Linked DNA regions of Mus musculus: region 1 is linked to region 2. The links are chromatin contacts, called in public HiChIP or PLAC-seq maps. All regions are on one chromosome and are shown on one strand. The core of a region is the stretch at or near the end of the contact, and the rest is flanking DNA. Distances in the headings are between cores, read along the strand shown. Region 1 overlaps G630018N14Rik (a long non-coding RNA gene). Region 2 has its middle 55 kb from the start of 4930401O12Rik.

Region 1 (5,657 bases), core at 847-3,346, 140 kb after region 2:
GGCTCCTGTGTGCAACCAGTGCTACCAGTTTCTCAGCATCCCACGCTGCTCTCCTGCTCACCCTTCTGAGCCGCCCAACCAGTGAGTCTCAGGGTCTGTGACTTCCCTCGCCTGGATTGCCACATTGAACTCTTCAAACACATATTTTAATTTTAATTTAATTTATTATTAACACTGAGTCTGTATATGTATGGTGTGTGTGTTTGTGATTTGGAGTCAGGGGGTACACGCAGGTGCCATAGCCTGAGTATGGAGGGAGGAGAGCAAGTTTCTGGATTCAGGCCTCATCCTTCCATCAAGCTCAGATGATCGGGGTTGGAGCAGCGCTTTGATCTGCTGACGCATCTTGCTGGTCATTGATATGCATTTTTAAACAAAGTAAAAGAAAGAAATGGGAGCACAATGACTATGTTTCCAAAATATCTATTTTTTTCTCACTCTGCGGACATGAAAAGCAGGGAAAGCATAGACCTAAATGGGAGGAGTCAGAGGGAGAGAAGATTCTTCAGGGAAGCATCTACAAGCCATGCCCCCTCTCACAGACAACACTTCGTTAGATTAAGTTATTGCTTCCAGTAATTTTCCACATCGACTACTGAAACTAAAATAAACAGAATTTTCCGGTTTTGGAACTGTTTGGCAGTAACCATAAAATCGGTCAAAGATTTATTACTAACTTATCAGGGGGAAAGTTTTTTCTGCTTTCAGTGTGTGACAGGGCCGAGCAGAACGGAGGAGGCCCCACTCCATTGACAAATAAACCCTGCGAATTTTGACATAATTAACTCTCATTGCTTTTATTGCCCCAGCTGAATGTAGGGTGAGTGGCCATCGTACTTACAGCTTGGCACGTGGCCTCCACTGTTGGGGGAAGAAACAAGATGCAGGCGTCATCACAGGGCCTCCAGATGAAAGTGACAGGAGACAGACATTCTCATTCTTATCTCAGGGGCCCACTCGAGTTTCAGAAGTGGGAGAAGCACAGGGGTGTCTGGTGATCAGCTGCAGCTTCTTATGGCTGTGTCATTGCCCGGTTCCATGAGTGTCCAAATGAGAGGCTCAGCTTGAAGGAATCCGTCTCATCCATAATTCAAACCGTTTAACTCCTCGGAAGAGATGTGCCAGCATTTGCTTTCTAATTAAGATGTGAGCACAATTCGGTGGACTTTTAAAACTTTACAACCTTTTGGGTTTACTTTGGACACGTCTACGTTATTGTAATTTTCTTCCCTACCCACATTTGTGGCTAGTTGAACAAAGCTACATTCAGCGGGACTTCTTTCTTAAATGGTGGCTGCTGTCCACCCTTTTGATAATACACATGGCACTGTCATCCCCATCTGTGTTGGGCTATCCTGGGACACACACACAAGCCTGGACTGGACATTCCTGTAGTGTGCTTCTGGTGAGTTATGCCGGTGAGATCTCTTTAACCCGGTCATCAAAATTCTTTGCTTTGCTGACCGTAGGCTAGTCCAGGAGTGCCTCAAGCCTGTTGTATCAAAAGGGGCCCTTCAAAGGGCCTCTTGGAGTAGACACAAGATGAAGCTAGCAGGGTTCATACACGAGAGTGACTCTCCACTAAGATGTATCCTGAGTTTAGTCACCAAAGAAAGAGAGAAGACACTCAGGCCCACCCCACCACTCCACTACCCCCCACCCCAAACCACCCTCCCCACCCCACCCCACCCCACCCCCGAACCACGGTGTATTTGCTGAGTTCAGAATCCCTTCCCTGGTGGCGTGTGACCTTGCTGTGCCCTGCTCTCCGAAGGTCTGAGTCACCACTGTGGCAAAGGAGTCAGAGGGCTCCTTGTAGACACAAGGGAACAGATAGCACCTTTTAGGAGCCATTGAATCAATGTCAACTGTAGCTTAGGGCATGTCAGGGCTGTAGGAACGGAATACAATTCTATAGGGTGTGAACCAGGCTACAGAACAATAGAAAGAGAGACGGTGTGTTTATGATTAATAAGAAAAATCACGGCCTTTATTTATCCTGGCGCCGTGCCAGCCTGTGGGCCACAGATAGGTGTGTGAGGCCCTTTGTTGTGGAAGCCAGCATGGCAGTAAGTATGTAGGAAGAACCTTCTTCCATTGGCTGGGAAGGCAGCAAGAGGGAGAGAGAAAGTCAGTGCTTTGTGCTGTTTTGCATTTCCTCCTGGGGTGAAAGCAGCAAGGTTTGCCCAGAGTCCTGGCTTGTTAGTGTCCTAACTGCCAACACCACCAGCAAAAACTCTCATAGAAGCCGGGCGGTGGTGGCGCACGCCTTTAATCCCAGCACTTGGGAGGCAGAGGCAGAGGCAGAGAGAGGCAGAGGCAGAGAGGCAGAGAGGCAGAGGCAGAGAGGCAGAGGCAGAGAGGCAGAGGCAGAGAGGCAGAGGCAGAGAGGCAGAGGCAGAGAGGCAGAGGCAGAGAGGCAGAGGCAGAGAGGCAGAGGCAGAGGCAGAGGCAGAGGCAGAGGCAGAGGCAGAGGCAGAGGCAGAGGCAGAGGCAGAGGCAGAGGCAGAGGCAGAGGCAGAGGCAGAGGCAGAGAGGCAGAGGGGCAGAGAGGCAGAGGCAGAGGCAGAAAGGCAGAGAGGCAGAGAGGCAGAGGCAGAGGCAGAGGCAGAGGCAGAGGCAGAGGCAGAGGCAGAGGCAGAGGCAGAGGCAGGCAGATTTCTGAGTTCGAGGCCAGACTGGTCTACAGAGTGAGTTCCAGGACAGCCACGGCTACACAGAGAAACCCTGTCTTGAAAAACCAAAAAAAAAAAAAAAAAGCTCTCATAGAGAGATCTGGCACCTCATCTTATGCCATTCGGCAACACAGTGATCCTGGAAAGCCCCACGTGATTGAACAGGGACGACCGGAAGCTCATCAAGTGTCTGCACTGCACTTCGCTCCAAGGATCCCCGTCTCAGCACCACCGGATAAAAGACAAGACAGATGGTTAAATACAGAATGGGAGCTGGTTCTTCACACTACAAGATGCTGCTCTGTTTCCTCTGCGACTCCTGGGTTGACTTGCTCTAAAGTAGACACCACAAGATGCAGTGACTCTTGGATCCAGGTCAGAGGCAACAGAAAGGCCACCAGGAAGTAGGGTGGAGGCTCCCGGGTTGTGAAGAGGCAGGGTAAACTTTGAGCTCCCACGTATTGGCATCTTGCACGGCACAGACCCAGGATGGTCAGGTTTTATTACCTTTCGGAGAAGCCAGGAGCACTGAATGCTGGAAGTTTTCTAACTGTGTTTGCGTTGGCAGCAGATTTTAGCTTGCATTTCAGTCATGTACCTGTGAACAGCATTTGGTTCACAGGCCGTGACCTTCACCGTGTGGCATCTCTGGAACAATTCCAGGAACAGAGTCTGAGGGTGGAGGAGTAGAAGGCAAAAGGGGGCCTCAGACAGTGCTAAAGCAGGGACAAGCCCTGGAAAAAGTAAGACCTGAATAAAGTTGAAATGGTTAGCCCTCTAGAGGGATCTGAAGGAAGGCATGTGCTGAGGTGAAGGGGATATCGCCAAGTGTGTGGTACCTGCCTTTAGTTATAGCACTCAGGGGGCAGAGGCAAGGCAGATCACTGTGAGTTCGAGGCCAGACTGATCCATATAACAAGTCCCAAGCCAGACAGGGATACATAATGAGACCTTGTCTCAAAGCAAAACATAACAAGAAAGCAAAATTAAAAGGGGGTAATAAACTGAGAAGAAATGACTGGGTATGACGGACTATATAACCTAAACTATCTGGATATTCAATGAAAATAAGAATCACACCAACCAACCAAAACAACAAAGCAAAGACAAAATGGAAGTGAATGCAAACCCCACCCAGGCATTGGGACCACGTGCCGTATAAAGAGCAGTATATAAAACCTGAGAGGTAGGTAAAGCCATTTAACCCTCACGATGCCAGCAGGTGCTCATCTCGGCTCCTCTCACATCAGAGATGAAGAAACTGTCCACAGCTACCTAGGATCACTCACTGCCTAAGATCACGGCTCACAGTGGATTCCAGATTTGTTCTCTATTTCCATGCTGGGTCCTAAAACCAGAAGTGAGAGCACATAAGATGGACTCACCTTGGCTCATCAATGCCTGCTTCCCAGGAGACTTAAATGAGGAGAGAGTCTGCTTAGCTCCATCCTGTTACCTGAGCTGGGTAAACCAATCCTGACCAGAAAAAGCAGGGGCCCACACTGTATCAATGTCCCATTCCCCAGGAGTGCCCTCTCAGACCTTGCTTAATGAAGTATAACAAGTCTAAGCCACGGTTCTTACCCACCAGTAAATAGAGGGCATACCATTCAGGTGAAAGGGAAAAGACCAGGGGCCCATGTCTCACCCTAGAAGAAGAGGCAGAAAGATGGTAAGTTCCAAGCCAGTCTGGGGGACATAGTGAGAGGCTGTCTCAAGAAACCCAAATAAACAAGATGGAAAAGAAAAGAAAGAAAAATATCTTGACTCTAGTCCTATCGAGAATGGACAGAGATAAGCTACGTGGGAACTTGGGTTGTTCATGCCAGACAATGAGATTCAGGAAACCACCAGCCCCTTTCCCTCCTCAAAACAGCCAGAAGCACCTATAATTTCCAAAGGAGAATCTCCTCACTGCTCTCAAGAGCTGAGTGACAGAACACACTAGAGAGGACAGTGGGGTTAGGGCGTGGATGCTCCTGACCTCCACTCACATCCCCAGGGCCTCTGCCCTTATAAACTTCTCTGACCCTCTGATCAAAGTCAGTCTAGGATGTAGCAGGTTTGCAGAATCAAAGCTCACATACCCACACCTCCCCACCAGCTTTGCAGTGCACACTTCAGGTGGAATAAATTAAAAAAAAAAAAAAAGAGCTCGGCAGGGAGTTAAAATAAAAACCCATAATATTCCACAAAGGCACATACTTTACTTCCATTATCATGAACTAGGAACACATGGATAAAGCTTGCCTGATGTTTCCTGGCCAGCAGTCAGTTCAAAAGGAACAGGCCCGGGCGTGCCAGCGGCAGCAGACACTCTATTCACTCTGGCGTTATTAAATAACAATTTATAATGATTTATACATTTAATTTACATGGCTGCCCTTAGAAATCTAATTGCACAGCAGCCCTGCCATCTTCTGATGTGCCGGCTAGAAACAGGACAGTGTAGGCAGTTGGTTCTCAGGAGGTTTTCTGTAGAGGCAAAGTAGGAGGCCTAGTGGCTCAGGACCATGGGGGAAATCAGAGTGTCCTGAAATGTCAGAGCCCTGGAGTTGAGAGTTTCCTAGACCTAAGAACTCATAGGCTTAGGAGGCCCAGCTTGGTGTGTTCTGAAGACAGGGGCTGGTCACAAATCAGCCTGACTTCCAAAACTTTTTGTTTCCTCTGTGATATCAATTCAGTGAGAATGACAAAGACTACTGCACACTGATGTTGTCATGGCTACTTGGGAGACAGGGTATATGGGAGTACCTTGACATTTTGCAGAGCTATAAAGAACTAGAGAGGCTGGCAGGACATTAGATAGAGCACACACAGCTCACCAGTGGTTCCCTGTCCTTAGCTGGAATCATCTCAGGTACTAAGTTTTATTTGCTGGAAGCCGAGGCTGGGGCCACTGATTCCAGAGTTCCTACCCAGACAGCATGCCACTTTCTAGCTAAGAACCAAACTGCGAAGTATCTTATCTCCCTGAAGGAA
Region 2 (5,459 bases), core at 2,876-5,375:
TATAAAATTAACTCAAACAAGTCAATGGCCTTTCTCTACACAAAAGATAAACAGGCTGAGAAAGAAATTAGGGAAACAACACCCTTCTCAATAGTCACAAATAATATAAAATACCTTGGCGTGACTCTAACTAAGGAAGTGAAAGATCTGTATGATAAGAACTTCAAGTCCCTGAAGAAAGGAATTAAAGAAGATCTCAGAAGATGGAAAGATCTCCCATGCTCATGGATTGGCAGGATCAATATAGTAAAAATGGCTATCTCACCAAAAGCAATCTACAGATTCAATGCAATCCCCATCAAAATTCCAACTCAATTCTTCAACGAATTGGAAAGGGCAATCTCCAAATTCCTCTGATATCAAATTCTAATACCACTTAAAATCCCACAAACCTTAAGATTGTGGTCCACTTATATAACAAGAAAAGGCAGAACAGAATTAATGAGGCATCACTACCTATTAAAGCAGCTTGCATTCACCATAGTGAAAACACGTCACATGGGTGATTTTATTTGCACACTAAATATCTTGAGCAAAACAACAGAAGCAGGAAAAAAAATATTTTCACCTTGAGTGGAGTAGTTGGTCAGGAGACCTCATGAAACTTTATTCAATAGGGTGGGGAAGACTGAAATCACCAAGTTCCCTTTTTATATGCCTTGATAGCTGTAGGCACACAGACCATATTAGAACACACAGCGCACGGGCCCCTGGGAGTGCTGAACTATACCAGAGGGACAAAGAGCCTGCATTGTGGAGACAGTATTTGGGGTTACAAGGAGTGAAGTTTTCCTAGATTTTAAGGTTGAGAGGTAAAAGGGCTGGGACTCACAGTGTTGCCTATATATAAGCAAGAGGCTGAGTGAGGATATTCTGTGCATGAAAGGAGTTTGAGGAGTCTCCATTTGGCTGAGGTCTGAGGCATAGGAAGGAATAGGCTGCTAGCCTGATGACCTTGGCTCAGAAGCCCCAGCAATGAATGACGAAGTTCAGAAGGTCTTGCAAAAGCATGTGGTATGTCCAGGCACGGAATGGGAACCAGCTCCACTGTCCGTGGCCCTATATCCATCTCCCACAAGAGTACCATAGATCACACAATGTAATTTGGACTTTAAACCATGCCTCATCCAAAGCTATGTGATGTAATTTTGGGTGACCACATGATATTAAACACAGACAGAAGTTCAGGCTGCAAATTCTTAAAATAGTCTCTGATGCTAACAAGACCAGCTCGATGTTTAGTTTCCCCAGGATTGAGGGGTTCCTGGAGCTGAGGCACATCCTGTGATGAGACAAGGCCAGTCTCAGGGGGATCAGGATGAGTTGACTCACTACAAGATCACTGTCTCTGTATACTGCAAACATTTTACATAGTAAAAAGGAAGCCTAGGGTTAAATTCTCACAATGAACTCAAAGCAGGCAAGAATGTGGAAACAGCATCAACAGAATGTAATCATGTCTGCTAGCTTTAAGTAAATACACTTACTTTCCATGCCATCCATTTATCCATGCTCCTTCCATAATTCTCCCTCCACTCATAATCCACCTACCCAGCAGACCCCCTACCTGCTCATTCCAACAATGGCATTCCAGCTGTTTTGCTGGATCCAGAAGGAACAGCACTCCCTTCGGTCTCTGAGATTCTCAAAGCACTTGAGTGTGGATGACAGTTAACATCTACACTGCAGTGTGGGGAATCCCCTCTCTAGGCAGGCAGGCATACTTGCATGAGTAATTGCAGGCATGGCTGCATGCAGCCCCTTGCAGGTGAGATCTGGCTCTGTAATGAATGTGGGAAAATCATCTGCAGGGCCACGCCTCCTCACAGCTCTGCTTGAACAGACGGAGTCTTCTTCCAGATCCACAGCTGAGTGTGGCCTTTCACACATCAACCTCAATGCTGACCTTTCCTTTCACTTGCAGCTACTTTTGCTCAGTGGCTTTCTAACTCTACAGAAGGCCTAAGCCTCTTCCCCTGCGACTCAATAAAATGGTTCCTTTCAGCACATCCATTGATGTTTGATTTTTGGAGCACCCAACAAGCATTGCATACAAATTATGATGACTCTCTCGTGTACAATGAATGAAATGTTCGCAGAGAAGTTCGGCGGTTTGCCAACTTCAGAACTACAAAGCCAGAAAGCGTTGAGATCAGGGTCCCTACCCACATTCTGTACTCCTAGCAGCGACCAACCTACCAGCAGCTTCTATAGCCAGCGCTGCCATGGGAGAACAAGGCTTGTGTGATTCTGTTTGATAAAAATGTGCAGATGAAGGGGGTTGAGGTTGGAGTGTCTTCAGATGTCCGGTCAGTCCCCAGCTGTGGTTGACGTATTATAGTGTGGGAGCTACTGAAGCGTGCAGCCAGCAGGAAAACAGCTGTCAGAAGGGTGGTCACAGGGAGGACTGGAAAAAGCAGGACAAGCAAGTGGGTTATTCCAGAAACTCCAGGAGACCAGGGAGGCATGTCACATCTTAGAAGGTGTTGACAGGAATGGAAAGACCAGACAGAGCACAATACTCCAAAGCTCTAAAAATTTAGAAGCCAAGCAAGAGCCAGTACAGAAAGCCATCTTAATCCTTGATGAGTTGAAGAAGTGATGTTAAGAATAGGAGGAGCAAGGGCTGGCTCATGGCTCTTGCCACCTGTGTCTGGAGGGTGAGCAGTGACCCAGGGGTGGATACTCAGCAGAATGCTGCTCAGGGAATACTGTGAGGAAGGACTTGGGGTACAGACCATAGACAAGTCCAGAGAGAGAGAGAGAGAGAGAGAGAGAGAGAGAGAGAGAGAGAGAGAGAGAGAGAGAGAGAGAGCTGGTACCTGTTGCTGAATATAACCATTCAGAGATGAATGGCTGAAGAAAGAATATTAAGAATATTAGGCTCTGATGGAAGTTGATGCTGGGACCTCTTAGCACTGGCTTGCTTTCTATACTTGACTTTGAGAATTACTTCCAAAACAAAGCTTTGAAACGGTCACTGTCTTTTAGTGGGCACTCAGCCACACTTACTCATTGTATGGAGTCTTTAAGGCAAATCCTATCTCAGAGGAAGAGAGAGAGCCTGGAACACACCTCCTCTGTGTTCCTTTTGATTCAGGGAATGTTGGCCTTTATCAGTGAGACAGGTGAGTAGCTCTCCCGGGAGTCCCAAGGCTTTCAGTGATGATATTTACCTTCCTGTGTGGTTGGTTCAAAGCTGTTTGGAATGACTTCTTCATACAAGCAGAAGATGTCCCATTGCTTAATTCTAAATTAAAGTCAAAATAACACACACACACACACACACACACACAGAGAGAGAGAGAGAGAGAGAGAGAGAGAGACAGAGAGACAGAGAGAGAGAGACAGAGACAGAGAGAGAGACAGAGAGACAGAGAGACAGAGAGAGAGAAAGAACAGTGAGCTCTGTGACAATCTCTCCCTGCTCAGGATCAAACAAGGTAATGTGACAATGTGACTTGCCTTCCTTTTGAGCTCCTGGCCAAAATAACCCGAGAGTGGAGGCAGCTGATGTTAGTCACGTCTAATTAAAATTGTTCTGTACCATTTGGTTTCTAATGACGGCCGTTGCATATTTCCTACATAGTGGTTGGTCCATTTGCCTCAATCTGTCATCTAGTTTTCTCAATTAGTAGCAGTAATTACAACTCCAAAGTCAATAGCAGTATCAAAGCAAGGTTATGTAAACACCATAAAGTTATTAGGGATGAAAATAACTGCAGTCCTATTGAGATTACTCACAGTAAAAGAAGGGTGTGACATGAATCATTGAAGAGGAGAAGAATGGAGACTTTGAGGCAAAAGGGCAGCTGTATGGGGGCCAGAGGATGAGATGATACAGCAAGACTGCCCATGGGCTCTCAGGCCTTCTGCTTACAGACTACAGATACAAACAAGCCCAAGGGATCATGATGGGAGAATTCTGTACGTTTCTAAGTGATGAGCTGGTGAGCAGAGTTCAGCCTTGTACTCAGTGCTCTATCCTACAGGGGCAGAAAAGGAAATGGGATCCAGGACTGTAAGCAATGACTATAATCAATGATGTTGCTAATGAGTTTATATAAGGAGAGGAAGTAAGATTGTGTTGACCTACTCAACCGTTTACCCTTTCCTTGTGGGTGTTTCCTAATCAAATCAAACGTCAGCCCACACCCTAGGAGGGCAAAGAAAAGGTATTATTGTTGGGCCACTCCCTGTTCTATTTTTTTTTTCCAGAATGGACAGAGAATTTCCTGCTTTGGATTTATAAGTCTCTTTATTCCACAGGAACATTTAAAATGAGCAAAGGGGCCTTAGTTTGAGTTCTAGCTCTATGTCTGTGGCTGTCAGTCTGTCTATTATGTCTATATGCTATGTGTAGGCGCCAGTACTTATGCCTATATGTTAGACACATATCCCTACATATGACTGTCTAGTCACTGAGACAGCTATAACAGAACAATACACAGACACTTGCTTACACCAACAGTTTTGGAGGCTGAATTCCCAACATGGAGATGTTGGCAGGGTCAGGTCCTCGTGGGGTTTCTGTCCTTGGAGTTACATTTGAGCTCCTTTTTAATGAAAACTCATAAGGGCAAGAAGAGAGGGAAGGAAGAATAAGGGAGGAAAATAACATGAGCAAATTCTCTCTGGTATCATAGAAAGATGCTAATCCATCCCACTGGGAAGACTATACTGTCATCTCTTCATCTGTACAAGTTACTCCCAAAGGCCTTGTATCAAAACCTCTTCACATGACATGGAAACTTGGAACACAGTTCTGCCCACACAGATGATTAACAGAAATCCACCTCAATAGTGTAGATTAACATAACAGACTATTAGAACATTTCCTAGACGTTTAGCCTTCTCCAGTACAAAGTGATTGCATTAGTTTCTGGGGGGAAATTCTTATTGTCCATGGGAGCAAGGAAAATGTTTAAACAGGCTTTGAACGGACTATGCTTGAGAGTGGAATAGCACCCCCTTCTCCCAGATGACTTTCTGAAATGTGTTATCATTGTATGTTTGCTTCTGATGGAACTGGAATAAACCTATTTTTCCATCTCATCTAACTAGTATCAATCCTTAGCTCAGTTCATGCTGACTGTGCTCAGCCACCCTGTGAGTGTCCCAGGTGACCTCTGCAGCTATATGAGTGGTTAGCAGTGCCAATGAGGAGCTGGTAAGTTCACCATGAAGGCAGTGATCTTCCTTTTAAAAATTAAAAAAGAGAGTTATTTATTTTTACTTTATGTGTACGCCTTGGTGATATGTCTATGCATACCACCTGTGTGCAGTACTCGTGGAGGCCAGAAGAGGGAATCAAATTCGCTGGACCTGTAGTTACAAACAGTGGCCCTCTACTGTGTGGGTTCTGGGACTCAAACCCTGGAAAAGCAGACAGTTCTTTTAATAGCTAGTCATCTTTCCAGCTTCACTGCTCTTCATTTTGAGAAGTAGAAAAATTTCCA

The links. HiChIP or PLAC-seq counts read pairs in DNA pulled down with a chosen protein or histone mark.
Region 1: a contact with region 2 is called in an HNF4G HiChIP or PLAC-seq map of pancreatic cancer cells. The contact joins two enhancer-like sites. A contact is called at or near these places in 1 of 15 datasets of contacts at CTCF or cohesin (the NIH/3T3 cell line) and 1 of 115 datasets of contacts at active chromatin or transcription factors (pancreatic cancer cells).

What each region holds. Positions count from the first base shown.
Region 1 is chr13:31,325,800-31,331,456 of GRCm38.p6, forward strand. The region is part of intron 9 of G630018N14Rik (a long non-coding RNA gene); the gene reads right to left. Among named protein-coding and RNA genes, the nearest start is that of G630018N14Rik, 80 kb to the right of the region's middle. Within about 2 kb of position 2,097, at least 43 of the 459 cell types and tissues checked have an H3K27ac peak or open chromatin away from gene starts, as enhancers often do. A contact at or near this core is called in pancreatic cancer cells, where this site is marked.
Region 2 is chr13:31,183,261-31,188,719 of GRCm38.p6, forward strand. No RefSeq gene overlaps it. Among named protein-coding and RNA genes, the nearest start is that of 4930401O12Rik, 55 kb to the right of the region's middle. Within about 2 kb of position 4,126, at least 20 of the 459 cell types and tissues checked have an H3K27ac peak or open chromatin away from gene starts, as enhancers often do. A contact at or near this core is called in pancreatic cancer cells, where this site is marked.